Regions from separate parts of the Mus musculus genome. Here region 1 is linked to region 2. The links are chromatin contacts, called in public promoter capture Hi-C maps. All regions are on one chromosome and are shown on one strand. Each heading gives the region's core, a stretch centred on a gene start, on an enhancer-like site or on the middle of the called end of the contact. The rest is flanking DNA. Distances are from core to core; before and after follow the strand shown.

The links. Promoter capture Hi-C pulls out the DNA fragments that hold promoters and counts their contacts.
Region 1: a contact with region 2 is called in a promoter capture Hi-C map of trophoblast stem cells, with 2.2 times the contacts expected there. The contact joins the promoter of Dsp here to the enhancer-like site in region 2. A contact is called at or near these places in 8 of 39 promoter capture datasets (the 3T3-L1 cell line, the HPC-7 cell line, embryonic stem cells and 3 more), 1 of 15 datasets of contacts at CTCF or cohesin (embryonic stem cells), 16 of 484 Hi-C or Micro-C datasets (embryonic stem cells, epidermal suprabasal cells, extraembryonic ectoderm and 4 more), 15 of 115 datasets of contacts at active chromatin or transcription factors (a colorectal cancer cell line, embryonic fibroblasts, embryonic stem cells and 7 more) and 1 of 9 other capture datasets (adipose tissue).

Annotation. Positions count from the first base shown.
Region 1 is chr13:38,148,788-38,153,883 of GRCm38.p6, reverse strand. Dsp (desmoplakin) reads right to left here and starts at 2,590. Exons shown (of 24, transcript NM_023842.2): 1 at 2,090-2,590. The coding sequence starts at 2,295.
Region 2 is chr13:38,092,754-38,097,935 of GRCm38.p6, reverse strand. No RefSeq gene overlaps it. Among named protein-coding and RNA genes, the nearest start is that of Dsp, 56 kb to the left of the region's middle. Within about 2 kb of position 1,390, at least 14 of the 459 cell types and tissues checked have an H3K27ac peak or open chromatin away from gene starts, as enhancers often do. A contact at or near this core is called in extraembryonic ectoderm and trophoblast stem cells, where this site is marked.

The DNA of each region.
Region 1 (5,096 bases), core at 1,341-3,840, 55 kb before region 2:
AGAATGATAGCCTCTGAGTCACTGGCCACCTCTGACACCCTGCAGGGCCACTGACTAATGTCAATCCTGGGGGGCGGGGGGGGGGGGGGAATCCTTTCTCAAAGTGAGGTAATTTTCCACTTCTGTCTGTTTTGCCTTCCGGATCATATAGAGCTTGACAGGTTGGGGGAGGGGGGACGCAGAAATATTGAAGGACAAAAAATATCGTTTTTCTCCAAATTAAGTGTTTTAGGGAAGAACCCTAATAAGACATTTATCTTTACACAGCTCCCATATTAATGAATAAATTAAAAATATTGCTTCTCTATAAGATGATAAGAAACTAAGGAAGTAAATTAACCAATTACTAGGCACTGATAGCTGTCACTGTAAGAGGGCTGAGGGTGTAGGTCAGGAGTAGAATACTTGCCTACTGCGTGTGAGGCCTTGGGTCTGATTCCCAGTAAAGCAAAAATAACAAATGCTAAGAAACCTAGGCTAGTAGAATCAGACTAAATAGTAAGATTAATAATAACAATAACTTGGTTCATAAAGTGTTGAAAAGAACTGCTAAAGAATTCTTCCATATTCTGATCCAGACTTTAATTATGTAATCCACACATTGAAAAGAATAGGCTACTGAATTCCGGGAAGGCTAAGACACAAAAGTACATTTGAGATTTTGGTGGCTCGCCAAACTTTAAAATATACTTTAAAACCAAGTTTTTAAACTTGGTGTTGCCGGAAACAATCGTTCCTCAAAATCCTGGGACACAATTTGTTAAGAAAACAAAGATCTCTAATGAGAAAAGGTATCCTGCTGCCTGAGAAATAAATAAATTTAAACAGAAAACGAGTTGCAACTGGAAGGACTGTCGGATCTCTAAAACTGCTTGCAAAACAAAACGCCATCGGAGCCATTAGGTTTCTCCTCCTCCGCCTGCGGCCACTGCGCTGCGAAGTATTAAGGTAGTGGGGCGGCCGCCTCCAGAGGCGCGACCGAGGTAGGGCTGGGAAGGGGCGGGTCGCAAAAGTCTCACGGCTCACGTGGGCTTGCAGAAAGCAGCTGTGGGGACCGTGTGAAAGGATGCTCATTACCTTCTCCCACCCACCAGTGACTCCCTCGCTGTATTTACCCGACTATCCCGGGAAGAGGACCCAGCCCTTTGTGCCGTGGGTTCCTCGGCAGCTCCTAATCCTGGGCGCCACAGTGCTTTCTCCAGGGTCACCCTCTCAGCCAGAGCTGGAGCCCATTTTATACAGATCAAAGAGATGACTAATACTGAGCCCAGAGCCACAATTATTACAAAGTCTCCAGGAGACTAGGCTGATTTTTTTTTAAAGGTGCGGAGCCTCCGGTGCGATCCCGGTGACCAAGTGGCCAGAGTGGGGAAAGGGGAGCGAGCGGAACAGACCAAGTTTGCAGCCCGTGCCCAGAGGCTATCCCTACAAAGGAACCCATTTGCGTGACAGGGGACTTTCAGGCTCCGTGGAGGGTGTAACTTCCATGCAGATACCCTCGGGTGGCCAATAACCTAAGGGCCTCCGCCGCCGTCGCCCTGGGGTGACCATGAGTTGCAAGTCCTGAGTCCCTCCGAGGCCACCGGGCAGCAAAGGGAACTCCACCCCTTCACAAGTTTTATTTTTCGTTAGTTTGAAAGCTGGGTTTTGGGGCCGCAGCTCCGCCTAGCCCGACCTCCCACCTGCGGTCTGGAACAAAGGCAATCACAGCTGGGTCCACTTTGCAAGGGACAACCGGGGGTGGGGAGGAAGAGGGTACGACCAAGGAGAGACCTGCGTCCCTGCCGTCCATTGCTCCCCTACACAGTGGAGGTGGAAAAGAGCCGCTTCTAGGATAGAAGAGAGGTGAGGACCGTGGGACCCTGCGTAGGCTCACGGTAGGACTGTCGCCTGGGTCCCAGCACACACCCAAGCTCCCTGTTCTCACTGGCTAGCGCTGGGCGTAGGGACACCCGTTCCTGCGCTTCCGTGACCCGGGGCAAAGCACTTTCCTCGGCCTAGACCTGGGTTTCCTGGTTGGCCCAGGAGGCGGGCCACTACCTGACCCAAGATTTGGGACTGAGCTAGGTGGCGGCGGGCTGATACCCACCAGTAGCCGTCGGAGTTCTGGTCGTTGACGGTGCAGCGCCGGGAGTGGGAGTAGAACGTCCTGCTGGTGCCCCCGCCGCCGCCCCCGCCGCCCCCGCCGCCGCCACCGCTGTAGGTCATCTCGTAGCGCAGGTCCGGGCCGGACTCCGCGCGGGTCATGCGACCCAGCGTGTTGATCCGCGGGTGGGAGCCGCCGTTGCAGCTCATGTCTGCGGTCACTCAAGAGAGCCGCTCAGCGCCGCGGCATACGCGAGGCGTCGCCTCGGAGCACGCGAGGGACTCCGGGAGAGGAGCGCGGAACGCGGAGGACTGGCGAGGGCTCAGCGCTCCAGCAGGGCGGAGACGGGGACGGCGACTGGCTAGGCGCGGGAACCGGAGTGGAGCTGTGGCTCGGAGGGCAGCGAGGGCTCAGAGGAGCTGGGTCGCGCCTGGGTGTTGGTGTTGGTCGAGGCGGTGCGAGTCTCCTCCCCGCTGGCACCCGGCGCCCAGGCCACACCTGGTCGGCTTCTTCCCAGGGCGAGGTGCGGCTGCCTCGCCTCCCCCGCCCTCCCCCCCGCGTGTCACCGACGCCTGGGGCCGCCCTCCCCAACCTGCGGCTCCGCCCTGCGCCACCGAAGCCTGAGCAGAGGCGAGGGGCGGGGACCTGGCGACTGGATCCCCGTCGGAGGGCTGCGACCCCGCGGGACTTGCTTCAGGCTCTAGGAGCCACAGTGGCACACCTTTGGAGGATTTCCTACTCCCCCAAGAGGCGGAAATAAAGTGGCTTGGGAGGGTCACTCCATGGGACGACTCTAGTGAAATGTTGACTTTTTGCTTATCCCAGGAAACCATGCCAGCTTCTATTTAAATAGCCCCAAGAGTTCGATTTCTGTTGTGTAAAAGATAATTTAACAGAGAATCCCGAAAAGGGCTTCTCCAGAAATATTTTGTCATGAGGGACTTAGTTCAAGGCTAGACTGGGCTTCATAGCAGGACTTTGCCTGAAACAGAAACAAGACGTGGTTTTCCATTTCTCTAAAAGAATCATGAGCACGTTTGTCCCCTGTAGACTCCTGAGCCCCAACTTGGGTCCCTTTCTGCTCCCATGAAGCCTGAACAGATACCGTTCCAGATGAGTAACACATTCCACCGATTGGTTCCAAAGCCACTCCCAGTTAGCAGATGAGTGCAATTTACACCGTAGTCTCCATAAACTGACTTTAGATACAGACCCCTGTACACTAGCCATTAAAAGCTGTTTAGATAACTTGGGGTGGCGTTAAATGCTCTCTAGTAAACACCACTTAAAGATCTTGGTAATAAATATTTCTTGTCTCCCTGAATAATGTCTGTTAGCTTTCCTGTTTGTACAATGTATTTCTCAAATGTTCATGAGCTGGTTAAAGCAGCCCAAAAACTAAATACCAAACTACATTGGTATGCTGTAAAGGAGAAGAGGAGGTTTTCTAAATATGTGCCCTATCTAATTCTGCAATGACACTTCCAAGTTTTGGACACAATTTTTGACAACAGATCTTGCTTGCACGTTTGCTTCCTGATTGCCCAGAGCAGACCGACTTAAATCCAAGGAGTCAAACGCACAGTGAGATAACAGTTTACCACGGTTAGCTCAACCACCCATATCTGCCACTGTTCGACTACCATCAATTTCCTCTCGTTTCTAACAACAAACTCACCTGGCCAAAGAGCTTGTAGACAAAAGTGCTTTGTTTAGAAATAGAATCCGTATCCGCAAGTCAGCCTCCACACAAACAACCCATAGTATCCGGAAGACGTTTGGGTCGTCAGCAAATAATGCACGGAATTTGATTCGGAATGTTTTCCTTCTTATGCATCTTGTTTGTCCAGTGGATAACTATAACACACTGTATGGAAGGGCCTGTATCAGACTGTGCAAGACAACGATGACTAACGCACAGCCACGGTCCTCATAAATACTATAGTAGAACCTCAGTTTCAACCATTTGGAGATCTCCTTTCTCCAATACTGAAAAGGATGCACAGTCAACCTGGAAATTCATCTTAAATACAATCCATTCTTCTATGAAACACCTCACAGCAAGAAAGGCTCTCCTCCACCAGAGATAGCTAGCACATCTGGGTGCTCACATTGGTTAGTCCGTAGCTGGGCTGCCCGTACTCCCCCCTCCCCAGACTCACAGCTGGTCAATCTATTTACAAAGCAGGGGAAGATGGGAAAACACAGCCCACCAGATGTAGGTTTATGGCCATCCTTGCTTCCTGACCTACCTCATTGCATCTCGCTCTCCTCCAGGCCTTCCCAAGAATACTGGTGGCTCTAAAACTAACCAAACATGCCTGTCTGGGAAGACTGTGATTTCATTTATCTTTCTCTAAGGCGAGCCAGGAAGATAAAAGGGTGAAATAAGTAGGTTGACATGCTAGGGAGGTGGACTCCAGACACACACATGACATTAGTTGTCTAGGCTGTTTCAGGTCATGCTAAAGGACGAACATCGGAAGACCATCATCATAATGATGTTATAATTCACTCAGGCTAGAGCTCAGCTCAGAAAATGGAATATCTGCCTTACCAACGTCTAGAGTAAGGACCAGAGATGAAGTACCACATGGAATCATTCTTAAAGATGGAAAATATATACAAAGCTTAGGGTGCCAACTACTGAACCAAAAGTTCTTGGCTAGATGCGAAGTGTCCGTCTTTATCTCGAGGTCAGAAATCTCCTCTTTGTTAACATGCATTCTATGAGGAGTCATATTGGATATCAGCGAGGGCCAGCCCACAGGCTCAATGTTAGACACACAAAGGTGGGTAAGATGCAGCCAGCCCTTGCCCTGAAGGAAATCAAAATCTGGATTTGGAAAGAGATCACAACAGTGTATGCTATGATTTTCTTAGAGCCATGAGGGTCCAGTAAAGGGCTGAAAGGTCTGTTTCTTACAACCAGATTTGTGGGTTTTGTTGTTAGTTTGATCATTGGTTTTGAGTTTTCGAGACAGGGTTTCTCTGTGTAGCCCTGGCTGTC
Region 2 (5,182 bases), core at 141-2,640:
CTCCCAGACTTGCCTCCAGGCCAATCTGAAAGAGGCATTTTTCCCATCCGAGGTTGCCTCTTCCCAGGTGACTAACCACAACACCATTTTACCCAGAATCTTTTTTGTGTGTGTTACTTATTTGTGCATGTGATGCATGCCTGTGAACATACAGGTGTATGTGCTCATGCAAACATGTGCAGAAGCCAGAGCAGAACATTAGGTATCCTCCTGTATTATGTCCCATCTTTTTTTTATCTTGAGACAGGGTTTCTTGGTAAGCACCATTTTGTCCAGTGTGCTCTCAGGATCGACTTGTCTCTGTCTCCCAAGGCTGGTGGTACAGGCATGCACAGCAATGCCTAGCTTTGCACATGTGAGCTGGGTGTGTGAACTCTCACCCACTGAGTCTCTCCCCAGCCTTTAGAAATCTTTGGTTGGTTAGTTGGTTTGGTTTGGTTTTCAAGACAGGGCTGCTCTGTGTGTGTAGCCCTAGCTGTCTTAGAACACTCTCTGCAGACCAGGCTGGCCTCAAATTCAGAGATCAGCCTGCCTTCTGAGTGCTGGGATTAAAGGCACGGGCCACCATGCCTTTAGAAATCTTAACAGACTTTTTTTAAAAATAGAATTTATTAAGCTGACCTTAAAAGCTATAGAGAAAAACAATGATGAAGACCACCCAAACAATTTTAGAAAACGACAAAGTTGTCTCTATTTGTCTGATTTTAAAACTTACTGTAAGGCTGAAGGAATCCAGAATCTTGCATTGCACAGGTGCAGTCACACAGATCAGAGGAGCAGAACCCACCAAGCAGAAGGAGATCTTGTGTGTGTGACCAGCACTGATGCCCAAACTGTCTCCCAGGAAACCCTTACTAAACACCTTTGCTCATACACTCTCGGGTGTCTGCGGCTAAATTTGGGCCAAACACCTTGCATAGACTTGTCTGCTCTTTTGGACACCTTAGCCAAAAATGTTCTCTGTGTTACCAGGTTTATCAGGCTCTGAGTTCCTCTGAAGAAAGCCCTTCCTGTTACAAGGATAAGCACCAGCAATAAAGAGAAAGACAGTGGACCTCAGAGCAGCTGAGCAACCCCAGATGAGTTCTGGGTTTGGGTGTTTTGTTTTGTTTTGTTTTGTTTTGTTTTGTTTTGTTTTGTTTTGTTTTGTTTGAGACAGGATGTCAGGATTGCTCCGACTCTCTTCAAGCCCAGGGCAATCCTCCTGGCTCGGCTTCTGAAGTGCTGGAATTACAGGTATTGATCTATCGTGCCCACCCCTAAGTGGGTTCTGAACTCTTGTTTTACACAGCAGAATCGAGAGAAATTTGAGTGCCGCGCCATCAACTCTTGGGTGTAGCATTGCTCAGCCATTTGTTTGTTTTGAAGGTGTGACAAGGAAAATGGGCCCTTCCCAGAGCTTTTCACCACCAGGCCTCGGTGACTGAGGCTTGAGAGTGTCTCTAGAATCCTAGTTCAGCATTGTGGTGTGGCTGCTTCACACACCAGAGCCTAAGTACAAGCCTGTCCTGGCAGCCACAACGTCACCTATCAGGACCAAGCCTGCCTGCACAGGATGCCAGCTGCAACCAGACTTTCCGGGATGGTGGTACACCTCAGGGAATGGGCATGCCGGGAGGAGCAGGGTCTGTACCTGCCTTCTGGGTGGCTTCCAGCTGTTGGGATGGTTTTCTTTCTTGTAGTTCAGGAATAGGTGTGGAGAGAGGCAAGCTACTCTTCCCTTCCAGCTGTGGCTAATTAATTCAGAGGGCTGCCTCCACCAGTTCCTGTAGGGGCTGACATTCCTTCTGTTTAAGGACTTGTTGCAAAGAAAAGTAAATCTTTTCCCAGGAGGCCAATGAAAGGAAACTATATTCTAAAACAAGGATACACCCAAACGTGCGTTTCAAGTCATCCTCTTACAAACACTTACTAATGTTGAGTTTAATAATTGTCAGGCAACATATGCCCAGAATCCCAGCACTTAAGATGCTGAGGTAGGAGGATTGCCTTGAGTTTGAGGGCAGATGGACTACATGTTAAGTACCAGTCTAGCTAAGGCTACATAGCAAAGACCTTGTGTGTGTGTGTGTTGGCATGAGGGTTGGGGGGGTGGTGGTCTTCTTATAAGAGAACCTTTCCTCCTGCCAAACAAATTGAACTTTGAAATCTCTACTTTGGTCAATAATAATACTTTATTTTAGAATTTTCCAGTGCTCTTAGCAGAGGCATTAAATCACATTCTTTATGTCAACAAAGAAACCACAGTTAAGAGATTACAGCTCACAGTTAAAAGATTCATTAGCTCCCATAATCTATGGTCTACTTGCAAACTTCAAGTTTGTCAAGACAAAAATACAGCGGGCATGGTAGTGAACACCTTCAATCCTAGTGCTCGGGAGGTAGAAGCAGGCAGATTTCTGTGGATTCAAGGTCAGCCTGGTCTACATGGTGTGTTCCAGGTCAGCCAGAGCTACAGAGTGAGACCCTGTCTCAGAGAGTCATAAACAAAGTAAAACAAGAAACTGTGCAACCATGAGCCAGTCACTTCCACAATCATATTGTCCCTCTCTGAGCTGTTAAAACTCAACTCCATGACAGGAAGAGATGAAAGCAAAGTCTATCGAAGCTCAGCTTGTAGCAAGACTGAGTAGGTGAGCAATATTTGGATCTATAGTGTATTTGTGAGTATCTATCACCAGCACTCTTGTGTCTACCATTTTGGAGGGGAAGAAAACACCTAAACTCTATTCCTTTTTTGATATTTTCAATATATTTGCAAAGTAAAGTACAGTAAGAAAACAGGGCTGGAGAAGTGGTTCAGGGGTTAAGACCATGTGCTGCTGTGGCAGACAGTCTGAATTCCACTGCAGATGCCTCACAGCCCTTTGCTGCTCCAGGCTGGACATGCTCTTGTGGCCACCTTGGGCAGCTAGCTGGACCTGAGAGGTCCCATAAGAAATAAAACCCTTAGAAATAGAAATGTTTCGGTTTCCCAGGGAAGCAGTTCTCAGAGGGAGCTACTGATGATGGCTTGTTAATCCCCGATGGCTCTGTCAAAGAGAGACAAGCTTGGAGTTGAGTCTGTTCCTGGAATTTCCTCAAGGCCTCATCAAATATGGTAAAACTAACATAGAAGCCAATCAGAAACCAACCCATGTAACATCCCTGGCACCCATCAGTCACATTTTAGATTACCTAACACTAGCTAAAATTCCTCTTAGTTCCCTATCAATAAGTCTGCAAGCCTTTGTCTGGGGTCTCCATTTAGATTAATGATAGACCCCTACATGCTGGATTTCCATGGAATAAACACTCTTTGCTTTTGCATACTATCTGAGTCCAAGGTGCTATTCTTTGGCAATTCTTGGACCCTTACACATTGAAGTGTACATACCCCCCAACACACACATACAAGCAAACACACACTTTAAAACAAAACAAAAACAAACCATTTAAAAATATTTTTTAAAAAATAACATTTTTTTTACAGGACAGTTACAAAGAAGAAAATCCCCAATCCTTCCCCGCAAAGATCGTTGCTGCTAACGTCTGTGGCCTTTTCCTTCTGTCTTAGTGGATAATCCATTTCTCCCCACCCCCACCACCCCCCTCCCCCTCCAACCCCTGCCTCAAAGCTATACAAAAAATAAACCAAGAGCACTTGCCCATCACGTTTAGTTAGCTTTTTGGTGCTTGGTACAGAGCCCAGGGTTTTAAACATTTATGTGTGCTCTTTACCTCAGGACAATACTGTCCACTCTACAAGGGTGTTGTGTTTGATTTTTCCCATTCTTAATCCAGGTGCAACTAGGATGGGGCCATGACATTTATCTTGAGTAAATTTGCTCCAATAGCCCCATCACTTTGATGTTCCAACCGTGTCTTATGCTCTGTTTTGCCTCTCCTGACACATAGAACCTATTTGTTTTCACCATGCATATGTGCGTGCGTGCGTGTGTGTGTGTGTGTGTGTGTGTGTGTGTGTGTTTGTGTGCAGTCACATGCTATGGCATATCTGCAGAGGTTGAGGAACAAGCTTGTTTGTCTTTTTCTGCCTTCCACCTTATTTGAAACAAGTCTCTTACCCTGAGATAGCCCATCCTCAGGCTTCTCGGAGCAAAGGTCAGACATACTACTACATCTGACTCCATGTGTCTCTGCAGATCTGAATTCAGTCAAGTCTTCGAGAGTACCTGGTGAGCTCTTAACCACTGAGCCATCTCCCCAGCCCCTGCCTTCACTTCTGTTTGACTTTGTTATGTATGGTGTGCCTATACTCTCCAAAGCTCATGTTAAAATTTAATTGCTGTTAGGCAGTGGTGGTGAATGCCTTTCATTCCAGCACTCAGGAGACAGAGGCAGGGGGATCTCTGAGTTGGAGGCCAGCCTGATCTAGGACAGCTAGGGCTACATAGAGAGAAACCCTGTCTCAAAAACAAAAACATAAAAGCCAACCACACACACACACACACACACAAAGGTTACTTGTCATGATGACAGGAAGTGGGACCCTGGGAGGTGATCAGGTCATTAGGGTTCTGTCCTTTGGAGGGGTGTGTGCTGTGTTTTATAAAAAGAAGGGACAGCAGGATGTATTTGGTAGAGCCAGGTAGCGTGAGGTGGGAGGGGTACCATCTTGGGTATAGTATAGAATAGAGTTTATTTGAGACATGGGAAGAGGAGATGAGAAAGGAGGAGGGGGGCGGGGGATGGAGGGGAGGAGGAGGAGAGGAGAGAGAAAGAGAAGAGGGGAGGCTTAGCCAGGAACATGCGGGGAGAGAGGGGGGAAAGGGAGAGAGGGAGAAAGGGGTTAGTGAGACAGAGAGTAAGAGATCGAGGAGGGGCTAAACAGCCCCTTTTATAGTAAGCCAGGCCTACCAGGCTATTGCCAGGTAACTGCTGGGCAGAGCCTAGAAGGAAAGCTAACAGTGAGTGCCTTTGTTATAGAGCGGGTGCCTGAGAACCTTGCATAGTTAGAAATTTCTCACTTAAGTACGGGTATGAGTGAACCTTGGGGACATGTGCATACACGTGTGTGCCCTTATGTGTGTAGAGAATGCAAATGTACCCGTGTATGCAGATGCATGTGTGCATGCACCTGTGCCGGCTAGAGATAAATGTATCTTCTTCCATTGCCCTCCTGGTTAGTTTTTGGGATAGGGTCTCTCACTGAGGATGGGGCTCAACATTTCTGCTAGAT